2 separate regions of the Triticum aestivum genome follow, and region 1 is linked to region 2. A link is a contact called in public Hi-C data. All regions are on one chromosome and are shown on one strand. Each heading gives the region's core, a stretch centred on a gene start, on an enhancer-like site or on the middle of the called end of the contact. The rest is flanking DNA. Distances are from core to core; before and after follow the strand shown. Region 1 holds the start of LOC123103026 (2-isopropylmalate synthase A). Region 2 holds the start of LOC123103025 (pyruvate kinase 1, cytosolic).

What was found. Hi-C and Micro-C count contacts between places; a contact is called where the count stands out from the background.
Region 1: a contact with region 2 is called in a Hi-C map of leaf, with 8 times the contacts expected there. The contact joins the promoter of LOC123103026 here to the promoter of LOC123103025 in region 2. A contact is called at or near these places in 3 of 5 Hi-C or Micro-C datasets (all in leaf).

Annotation. Positions count from the first base shown.
Region 1 is chr5A:296,266,704-296,269,416 of IWGSC CS RefSeq v2.1, reverse strand. LOC123103026 (2-isopropylmalate synthase A) reads right to left here and starts at 1,448. Exons shown (of 12, transcript XM_044524512.1): 1 at 640-1,448; 2 at 1-98. The coding sequence starts at 1,340.
Region 2 is chr5A:295,857,227-295,860,043 of IWGSC CS RefSeq v2.1, reverse strand. It overlaps LOC123103025 (pyruvate kinase 1, cytosolic), which reads right to left and starts at 1,278. Exons shown (of 16, transcript XM_044524511.1): 1 at 975-1,278; 2 at 742-838; 3 at 532-629; 4 at 219-374; 5 at 1-35. The coding sequence starts at 1,043.

The sequences.
Region 1 (2,713 bases), core at 199-2,698, 410 kb before region 2:
GAGGGAGAGTGTACCCAACAGTGTCTGGGATGTTGAGAGTTGTCGCTCCAGCTTTTATTACTTCGTCTAGGATATGATACAGGAACTCTCGATTTGACCTGGATGACAAAGTGAAACCTATCATTCCACTGCCTTACACTTGTTCCATATAAAAAAATGTAAAAAGCAAGGTAGATCAGCATGGCTTAACAAGAATTGGCCAAGCTAAAATAATTCAAATACGCATGTTGTGCAAGCTTAAGTTCAATACGACCAAAAAATTTGGGTAGCCACCAACTACCACCTGTTTCTAATTTGCTAACAACCTTTTTTAGGATTATCACATCATTAGTCATCTTTTTCCGAGATATACTCCTCCTTTCAGAGCCATGGTAACCTTTGTACTTTGTAGTAAGCATGAACAAAATTTGCTTCAACCTCAACTCTGCGTCACTAAAATTTGGCCTCTTTGATTCAACATTATAGATAGGTATAGTTGATTTTGAGACAACACAGCATGTGAAATAGCATTTCGGAAACAGATTTCTCTAGATACAAAAATGCTGGACCTATTTTACAGCCATAACTAGAAAACTGGGCCTACAGAGAAACCAAATTTGTATTTATATATTTTTTTAATGAGAAAAGTTTGAATTGTACCTGCCGGCGTCCTCGGGGCTGAACTCGACATCGGGGCATCCAAGACCGCGCGCATAAGCAACCATCTCCCTTGCGATGGCCACCACCTGGTCGGGCGTCTTCCGCAGCTTGTGCTGCATGTGGATCTCGCTGGTAGCAATGAAGGTGTGGATGCGCGGCTTCCGTGCGTGGCGCACGGCCTCCCAGGCGGCGTCAATGTCCCTCTTGTTGCACCGCGAGAGGCCGCAGATGACGGGCACATGGCCATCCTCGCCGACGGGTGTGTTCCCCACCTCGATGGCGATGGATCGCACGGCATCAAGGTCATCCGGCGAGGACGCCGGGAAGCCCGCCTCGATGATGTCGACGCCGAGGCGGGCGAGCTGGCGCGCGACGACGAGCTTCTCCGCGCTGGTCATGGTGGCCCCCGGGGATTGCTCCCCGTCGCGGAGCGTGGTGTCGAAGATGCGAACGTAGTTGGGGTCGTCGATTCGGTCCGGTACGTACTCCGGCCGCCGCGGTGCCGCCAGGCACGCACGGACGGGGCGGAGTACGGCGGAGCGGGAGGCCCTAGGGTTCGCGGCGACGGCGGCGAGGCCATGGGAGAAGCGGCGGGGCTTGGCGGCGGGGAGGACGGAGAGGGCAGCGCGCCTGGCGAGGGGGGTGGAGGGGGCGGGGTTTAGGGAGGAGCAGCAGTAGGGTTTAGCGGAGGAGGACGCCATGGTCGGCGGCGGGGGTTTAGGGGGGGAAGCGGTGGAGATGCGGCGGTGTGGCGGCTGAGCTGGAGCCCGGAACCTGGATGACTATGCGAATGCGATGCAACAGGAGGTGTCAACCGGAGGAGGTTTTATGCTTATCCGGGCTGTGTATGATTCAGCTTTCGTAGCGGGCACGAACACGATTTGTGCGTGGTCCGCACTTGCCACTTGTGGTTTACTTCAACAACTTTGACACTCCCAAACGCTACTCCAATTTTGTCCCAAGTTCAGTTGGAATATGGCCAAAGTTCTCCCGTGAACTATACGTACTATACAGAGAGGAGAAAGGACGATCGCTGAGGCTTGATGTTAGGAGCCCTCCTAGCATGTACGCACATGGGCTTGCCCACTGGGCCGCTCATGGACCTGGCCTGCCCGCTACCCCATCGCTGCAGCTACAAGTACCAGATCCAAGGCAAGGAGCAAAACATCCAGTGGATCATGGCAACGGCACCAGGCGGCTCCCTTCTCCTACCTCGCGCTCCCTTCCTCCTTTTCTTCTTGTATCCGTTACCTGTACCTTGAATTGAAGCTTGTATCCCCTTATAAGCGAGCAATAGATCAAGAGAGAGACTAGTGGTACCTTACATCTGGTATACAGAGCCAGGCCATCACCCTTCTCCCTCAAATTTCCCCTAATTTTTCTACCACTCCCAATCCCTTCAATTCCACCGGCGAGGACGCCATGCCCACCGTCAAACCACCAGAGTGGGATGTCATGTCTGCCAAGGAGCAGTTATTGTGGTATCTCGAGAGATTATGCGCTCAGGCGAAGGAGGTGAGCTCAGTGTTGGGGATTGCACGGGTGGGTGACCCTCCCTTGGTCACCCCGCTTGTCGATCCGGCGGCCTTAACCACGACGCATGCCTCGTCGGCGCCCGTCCCCGACGTCCCCAGCTCCACCACCAAGGCCCAGGAGATCCACACGGTCGCCCATGATTCAGCCCCGGTGTGCATCGCGATGGTGCTCGTCACCTGTTTGACGGAGTGCTCGACCCAGGTCAAACACCATCAACATCGTCGACGAGGTCCATGACGCCACCACCGCTGTCCACCTCGAGCCCACAGTCGACCGCATCAACCAAGCAGCTGAGCAACTCACTCCAGTGCAGGCAACGGTCTCTAATGCTAAGGTCGTTTCTTCCGTGATGACCACCACCGATGTCGACCCCAAGGTCGGGTGCAGGAGCTCGATGCCCTCTCTGTCAACACCTCCACGCAAGTGATGAGCAAGCCGGATCACGGCGTCGTCCTCATCATCCCCAGCGAGTTCTCTACACCGATGCTGACCATGTGTTTGACAGATTACATCGTCCATGGCGACGACCCGGTGCAGC
Region 2 (2,817 bases), core at 29-2,528:
TGCCCAACGAATATTGTGGCTCCGGGCTTCACAGCCTGCAAAGAACAAATGATAGCTCTGATTTTATCCATGCGGAGATACAAGTGGACATCTTAATGCGACAACAAATGACAAACATTATAAAACAGACAAACAACTGTGGATCTGCTTACAGCTACCGTCGCATACAATTAAATACAGACAGCTCAAGATTCGGCGAGATGATAGAAGAGGGTTACCTTGGCGAGTCCAGCGAAGTTGATAGGGAGCAACTTGGAAGAGGCCTCCTGGCCCTGGTGAGGGGTGAGAACAACAGACTCGTTCTCTTCAAGCGAGATTGTGACTTCACTCTTGTTCACCACTTGCAACTCAGGGCCAACAGTGTCGAGCATAACCTGTCCAAAAAAATACCCAATCGTCAAGCTCCACAGAACATATTTCACCTAGCTAACATCAGATCCACTCTGAGTGGCATGTTTGGGTGTGTGTATGCAAAGTTGATTTCATCACGACTTATGGCCACAAATCAGCGTTGGTTGTGACAGCACTTACAGCACATAGCTTCTTGGTGGCCTTGATGGCGAGCTTGAGGTTCTCGAGTGTCTCCTGGTGGTACGCGGCATCCCCCCACGAGAAATCGAAACGGGCCACTGCAAGAAAAGAAAACACAGAAAATCAATGTTAGATTTAGAAAAGAGAAAAACAATTAATTAAGAGAGAAAGACACTCCGCTGTCGCGGAAGAAGATACGATTATACGAACCAGACATGCCGGCCTTTAGACAGGCGGAGATGGCCTCAACGGACCGGGACTTCGGACCCAGCGTCCCCACAATCTTCGTCATCGCCGGGAAGAAGTTCTGATTTACAAATAAAACATCATTAAGGTTTGATCCAACGCCGATCAGGAGAGTCGAGCGGCCGCAATTAGGGTTTGATCCCCACGCAGATCATCAAATCCGACGGAGAGAGCGTGGGGCGGGGATGGACGCTTACCGGCTTGGATGGCTCGAGGATGGAGACCATCCGGATGGGCTCCTCGAGGAGCAGATTGGTGGAATGCATCTTCGCTGGCTCCTGAGATCAGATCGGCGGCGAGGGGCGACGGCGTCGGGAGGCGGGGGCGCTCGCCCTCTCTTCTTCTTCTTCTTCTTCTTCTTCCCCAAGCAAGGGAGAGAAAGAGGAATGTTCGAGACCTAGTGCGATGCGGTGCGGGATGCTCCTCCTCCTCCCCTCCTTTCCTGTCTTTTTATTAACCCCGCGACCTCGAGCCAGGAGGCGGCATCTGGCTTCCGGTGGGCCGAAGAGGTGGTACAGCGACACGCGGGTTTTGACGGCCGCTGCCTGTTTTTTCTACTGCGATGGGCCGGACACCGGAGCGGGCCGACCCGGACCGGGCGGAAAGAAAGAGCGGGGGCAAAATCATTGACTTTTCGAACAAGTTTTGACTCCTTTCTCATTCTCTTCCGCTGCAGGTCGCGTGGGTGGGACCGTTGTTCTCGTTGTTTGTTTCTTGGAGAACAATGTTTATGACCGTAGATAGCGACCATTTCTTGCGACTTAATATTGCCTCAGGATCCCAAGTTTGTCTTTCCATATCGAGTAAAATATATCAGCATCACTGTAGTTGTCTCGCCATAATTTTACGTAGGGGTCGTACCCCTTGGCCGCTTGGGGTTACTCGTGCCTCCCGGTCGGTGCCGTAGTTTGCTCACCTCGTCTCGTGTCCTTTTAGGGCTACGGAGGCGTGCTACATTTCGGCCCTTGTCAATGAGTGGGATTTATTTTTAAAGTTTGTGTACTGCTTAGATAGACGAGACGATGGTGGCGGTTCTTTAAAGATGAAATAATATTCTCCCCACCTAACACCTTTCTAGATTAGAGGCTAGAGGCCCACTCGTTTGTCATGCAGACTACTCGCTGCCGCTCGACCTGTCTATCTAAAGTAAAGAAGAAGCAAAACACATATTCCTAAAAAGAGACGTGGTGCTCTAGTTGATCCCCTCATCATCGAGGTGTTGCAATGCTATACTTGCGCAAGGAGCACCGAGGGGGGGGGGCTCATTGAAGACTACATCATTTGGATGTGTTCATGGTGCCCACTGACGAGGATGATACCACTCCATGCATCCTTGGGCGTCTGCTTATCTATGTACCCTTGAAAGACCATCATTCTACTAAGCCTGAAGTGTGACCACCAGTATAAAGATCATATCTATAAGTTTCGTACATGTTTCTTTATCAATACACAATCTCTACTATTAAAAGGGTGTTGGTAGTTTCGCCTCACCTCCTCCCTTAGGTTTTTCCTCCTCACACCCTCCTCTGCCTCTTTGATTTTCTGTTGCTTTTTTAGTCTCAACCAATGCACACAGAATTAAAGCAACATAAATAGAATAACTTTTCTAAAAACCATGTCCTACATTAACTCAATAAAATCAAATCAGATCTCAACAAAATCATAAGTTTTCTTGCCTTTCCATATCCATACCCAAATCAAATCGAATCTTATCAGAATCTCAACTAATCAAATTTTGGCTTGTCTTTCGCTATCCATACTCAAATCAAATTAAATCTTACCAAAATATAGAATATGATGGATGTAAGGTATTTGTCGGACAATATTGATGTTAAACCGCAAGAATATGTATGTGTTGGAAATATGCCCTAGAGGCAATAATAAAATGATTATTATATTTCCTTGCTCATGATAATTGTCTATTATTCATGCTATAATTGTATTATCCAGAAATCGTAATACATGTGTGAATACATAGACCACAACACGTCTCTAGTGAGCCTTTAGTTGACTAGCTCGTTGATCAAAGGATAGTCATGG